Regions from separate parts of the Gossypium hirsutum genome. Here region 2 is linked to region 1. Evidence: chromatin contacts called from public Hi-C data. All regions are on one chromosome and are shown on one strand. Each heading gives the region's core, a stretch centred on a gene start, on an enhancer-like site or on the middle of the called end of the contact. The rest is flanking DNA. Distances are from core to core; before and after follow the strand shown. Region 1 holds the start of LOC107897459. Region 2 holds the start of LOC107897455 (histone H3.2).

The links. Hi-C and Micro-C count contacts between places; a contact is called where the count stands out from the background.
Region 2: a Hi-C map of leaf shows a contact between it and region 1, with 2.7 times the contacts expected there. The contact joins the promoter of LOC107897455 here to the promoter of LOC107897459 in region 1. A contact is called at or near these places in 11 of 34 Hi-C or Micro-C datasets (callus, fibers, leaf and 2 more).

The regions. Positions count from the first base shown.
Region 1 is chrA10:5,213,182-5,216,115 of Gossypium_hirsutum_v2.1, reverse strand. It overlaps LOC107897459, which reads right to left and starts at 1,376. Exons shown (of 3, transcript XM_041079667.1): 1 at 1,041-1,376; 2 at 801-918; 3 at 447-712. The coding sequence starts at 1,203. The coding sequence ends at 598. It overlaps LOC107897458 (1-phosphatidylinositol-3-phosphate 5-kinase FAB1B), which reads left to right. Exons shown (of 11, transcript XM_016822927.2): 11 at 1-426. The coding sequence ends at 154.
Region 2 is chrA10:5,361,315-5,364,248 of Gossypium_hirsutum_v2.1, reverse strand. It overlaps LOC107897455 (histone H3.2), which reads left to right and starts at 1,501. Exons shown (of 1, transcript XM_041079669.1): 1 at 1,501-2,296. The coding sequence starts at 1,710. The coding sequence ends at 2,120.

The DNA of each region.
Region 1 (2,934 bases), core at 127-2,626:
TTCACCAAAACAATACAAGAAAAGGTTCCGGAAAGCAATGGCAACTTATTTCCTAATGATCCCAGATCAGTGGTCTCCTCCTCGTCCCAGTTCTGACATATCTCTGTCAGATAGAGGCGAAGAGAACGAACAACACGAGACCTCCATTAAGTGATTTCAGGAGCGAAAATCTGGGAGTTTGAACTCTCCCATTCTGTTTTTCTTTGTTAATATGATTGGTTTCCATTTTTTCTATTCTTTTAGAGGGTAATTTTTGTTTTACACAACAAAAGAGAAGTGACATTAAAAATTTTTGCTAGGCTTTTCAAAGCCATGGGAATTTCTGCCAGAGGTCAAATATTTAATGACCCCTGAATGAAATTTTTTTGTAGAAAATATTTATTCTTGTATTTAGCTTATATATAATACATTAGACTCTTTTGTGAATCTTGGTATACAATAATTGATTGAAAAACTAGCCTTTGATTACATTATGTAAAAACAAAGTGATTGATTACAAGGGACTCTTTTTTTTTTTTCTTACAAGAGTTCTTTTTACAGTCTTTAACAATCATTCCATGAAATCTGGTAAGAACCAGGCTTCCATTGTTAAAATCATTACACTTGGGAATCATCCTTCACAGTGGTAACACCTTCATTAGCACTGCTTAATCCTCCGTCATTAACGATTTGAAGCCATCTATCTTGAAGAAGATCAAGGATCTCTGCATCTCTGTATTTCAGTTCAACAATGACAAAAACTGGTCAGTAACATGAAACATGTCATAACATAGGAAGGTAACTATTACAGGGTTTCTCACCTAAGATGATAAAATGTTCGTTGATGAAACCGAGGGCCTTCATCGTATCCTTCACAAACTATTTCACCATTTTCATCTTCATAACAGATTAATCCCTGAGACTGGTCCTCAAAAACCTGTTTGAACCAAATAAAGCAGACATTCAAACACCGATAAACATGGAAGACAAGGTTTTTGCCAGTTATGTCCTGAAATACTAAACAAAGAAAAGTAAAACAAAAGAAGAGGTAATCGTTGACCTTTTTTTCTTGGAGAAGGATCTGATCTGAAAAGTGGGTTTTTTGTTGTTAGGAACTTGGTTGTGTTTAAGCATCGCAATCTTGTTAACATGTTTTACAAGTGAAGTAGAAGCTGTAACTGGAACATGAAGAGGAAAGGAGCTTGTTAAAGACATTGATTTCATTTCTCATACTACAGATATAAGGGAAAGGTAGGAGTAATGATGATTAAGACAAAACATGGGGATTAAAGTCTGCAAATAACATAGTTTTAAACAAGCTATTGATTGGTGTGTGATTGCTTATCATATGCTGACAACATGGAACATTATAACTTTGTATTAAAATAAACACAATGAGATGACATCTAAGTTTTTAAATCATTGAGTTGGTTTATATTATAAAGAACTATAATAGTTGTGGTGTTAAATTAGAAGGAGTCAACTAAATATTAGGTTGTGGATATTGCAGGCGACACGTTAAGGCAAAACTGAAATATTTATTGGGATGAATTTCTCCATTATCTGCTTTAACCAGCCAATCACATTTGATCTGAGTGTGCAAAGGCAGGCTGGCTTTTGATTCAATTCCAGATTTCCCATTTTATGGGCTTTTATTGTGGATCTTATGAATCGTACACTGGTCCATGGTCTAAGCTTCTTTTTCCTTGTTTAGCTATCCGTATGGCTTTCACATGGCACAGTTTATATTAAGTCAAATTCCAATGGCAGCAGCTTCAAACACCACGACCACCACAGATTTAGATGTTCGGAGTGGGAGTGAAGTGAGTGACAACACAAAAGGAGAGTTTTGGTTTTGGAAGGTGACTTTGGACAGCAGGTAGGGCAGGTCTTTCAGGTTCAGTGGTGGCTGAGCTTTCCTTCAAAGTGGGACGACGGTTTGAAACATCTAAACCTGTGGTGGTGTTTGAAGCTGACATTGGAATTGACTTGTCTCCAAAGTGGGTCAATAAATTTGTCTGTAAATGGGGGTAACATTGCTTTGTCCATAAAAGCCTTGCGTTAGTCTCCGCAGGTGGTTCCTGAATCACATGAAACACACAAATTGCAGTCACCAGAGTCAAACCAGAACCCTTGACGAGAGGTTACGAACTTTACTATTATTATGGACTTAAAGCAGACATGTAAGATAATAAAAAAATTATTTTGCCTAAGTTCAACTTCTGATAGACTTCCATTACATTATTAAAAAAATATGAAATTTATTAAATTATAATTTAGTGCGTCTAGATAGAGACATTCAATTAAGAAAACTAAAATGGATAGAATTAAACTAATATATGCCATATTTTATAATTTGGGTAATTTATAAAACTAGTCAGTTTTGTTTCTCTCATATTACATTTTAGTCATTTATGTTTAAAATGTAACGTTTTAATCACTTATATTATGGTTTTGTTACGAAGTGGTCACTTTGTCGTTAAACTCAGTTACCTCCCTAACGACAATCCTACGTGATAGTCCAAATAAGTTTTAAATACCAACTTGCATTTTAAATTGGGACGAGAATAGATTTTTAACTAAATAAATTTAATTAATAGAAAATTTTAAATTAATTACTCTTTTTTCTTTTAGTTTTCTTTTCCATTTTGATTTAAAAAATTATTGTCATATCAGTTGGACATCCAAGTTGGCATTTAAAACTCATTTAGACTGACACGTAGGATTGTTGTTAGGGAGGTAATGGAGCTTAAAGACGGAGTGACCACCACATAACAAAACGATAACGTAAGTGACTAAAATATTACATTTCAAATATAAGTAATTAAAATGTAATATGAGGTAAATAAAAGTGACTATTTTTATAGTTTACTCTTATAATTTTAAATAAGTTTTTTCAAGGGATCAAAAGATCAATATATCTTAAATGTGTATCAAATTTTTCAAAATTTTAAA
Region 2 (2,934 bases), core at 252-2,751, 150 kb before region 1:
AACTTACATTCACCTCAAACATTTTGGTTAAGAGAGTGCTATTTACATACTATACAGATGCATTGTTTATTTAACAAGGAAAAGGAGAAAGAGGAGGAGTGTGTTTATTGGAAGAAAGAATTTGCCGAAAAAATATTCAATAATAAATGAATCAGTGTGTTAGTCTGAAAGTTACGGTGTTCATCGTCTCAGGTATGGTTTGGGTTCAAGTCGCGCTGATTGTTTTGCTGTTTGGACTTTACCCTACTCTTATAATTTACAAAAAAAAAAATCAATAATAAATGAAGTTTATTATTATGAATATATAACCAACTATGCTATGTAATGTTCATTGACCATTATGATTTTTAAGAAAAGCTCAACTTAAAAAAGAAAAGAGAATGATTTTTTTATTGAATTTGGTGTTACGCCGTGCAACAATGTAGTTGGATAATGACGAGAATATTATCACTTTATACATTAAATTATATTATTATGAGGGTGTTTTTATAATTTTATATAAAAAATCGAAATATAAGTACATTTACACTAAATACTAATATAAAACTTTTTATTGAGTTTGGTGTTATGAATTAGCTGTGCACCAACTCAATTAGGTAATATGAGAACATCTTTACATTATAAAGTAAATTATATTATTTTGTGGATACTTTTGTCAATTTATATAGAAAAATAGAAATATAAATACATATAATAAGGTTTTAAGCTGAATCTTTATCATTTTTAATATTTATATTTTACCATTTAATCAAAACCTATTTTGTTATTTATATAAATTCTTTTATATCTATTATATAATTACGTGATTCATTAATATTGTGTGTGACATAATCTAATAAATATTGCATTTATATGTCAATTATTGGATAAGCATGATCTCAGCATATTTCTTTTGCTATGATAATAAAAAAAACAAGGACATAAAAAAATAAAAGGTAAAATGTGCTATAAGTCCCTTTCTTTTAAAGATTTAAAAAACTAGGTCTAATGATTAACATTGTTAATTTTTTGTTATATTCATGATAATTACGTATTTTTTTAATTGTATGGATTCCCAATGAGCTTTTTTTGAAATTTCAAAACATCACACTAACAAATTTAATAAAAAATTAATAACATTAATAGTTGGACTTGAATTTTAAAATTTGAAAGATGGAGAGACTAAATTCCTGATAATAAAAATACATGGATACAAGGACTAAATTTTCAATTTTAGAAAAGAACAGTGACTTATGTCATATTTTAACCAAAAATAAAATAAAGTATGTACTACTATGTGAATTGTGAAGTGTCAAGATCTATGGATAAATCCATTGGTTGTCCGGATATACCACGGATTGTTATGCAATGCTCACTGACTAATAGATCATATCCGTCAATATCTCCTCAGTGGACGGATTAGATCCTCTTGAATAATCATCAACGAGAAGTAAAAAATGCGCCAAAACTTTGAAACCATGCCGCTTAAAAGCAATCCTATCGGCCAATTTTCATCGTTCCACAACTTAACAGCCGTCGATAACCCATCAAATCTACGGTTCATATTGCTCCATTTAAAATATTTCCTAATTACTGATTCCCGCCTTCCCCCAAATCCCCCTTTTTATATATCCGCTTCAATTGCTCCTATTGAAAATATTTTCTTTCAAATTTTCTTCAGCTTTCTCGCAATCCAAACACCCTTATTTTCTCATCACATTGTTTAACAAATGGCTCGTACTAAGCAAACTGCGAGGAAATCAACCGGCGGCAAGGCCCCACGTAAGCAACTAGCCACGAAGGCTGCTCGGAAGTCAGCTCCGGCGACCGGAGGAGTGAAGAAGCCTCACCGTTTCAGGCCAGGAACTGTGGCTCTCAGGGAAATCAGGAAGTACCAGAAGAGCACCGAGCTCTTGATCAGAAAGCTTCCATTCCAGAGGCTTGTGAGAGAAATCGCTCAAGATTTCAAGACCGATTTAAGGTTTCAAAGCAGCGCTGTCGCCGCTCTTCAAGAAGCTGCCGAGGCTTATCTCGTCGGGCTGTTTGAAGATACTAATCTATGTGCTATTCATGCTAAGAGGGTTACCATCATGCCTAAAGATATCCAGCTTGCCAGGAGGATCAGAGGCGAGAGAGCTTAGGTTAGTTTGTTTTAGTTGACTAATGCCTAGAATAAGAGATATATGCTTGTGTTCGTTTGGTTGTATTATCTTTCTCTGCAAGTGTTAGATTTAAATCGATCGAATTTTAATGGATGCTGTATAGTTTCTTGATGTTTTCAAGAAATTTGGTTAATGAAACGGGAACAATTTCTTCATATTTTAAGGTTCACTTTATGAGAGTTGCTTTATATTCCAATTATTGTAAACATTGCCTCAAATTCCACCATTTATTTTATTGTAAATTGTTGAAGACAAGAAAATATGAAGATAATTATGTGGAGTATATACAAATTTGAATCGAACAGGGATGAGTACACACATTCCACCATGATCATAACCACAAGGTCTTGGTGTAACCAAGATTTGTGTGAAGTTATTTATGCCATCCTAACTGCCATTGGAGATAAATAAGGAGATAATTATGGGGGGATTAACTTGCGTTATTATGGGAGTTTTAATGTCCCATCTTTTTTCATAATTTTCTGGCTGTCTTTCAACAAATCAATTAAATTATTTATTGGATAAAATCTAATTTACCATTTACAAGTATGAATAAATGCAATCCAACAATTATCCCAATTGTTATAAATTGCTTTCCCAAAATTACTATATTAAGCCAAGAACTCAACAAGACATTCAAATACAATTATATAAGGTATTCAAGATCACTCAATGTCAGGTAATTTTGTTTATCTACATACTGGGGGCGTACGGAGTTGGTATCTGTTTGCGGTGGTGCGAGACCAGTCCAGAGAGTGAATTGTTGGGTTTAATCATAACTTGAATGATTGCT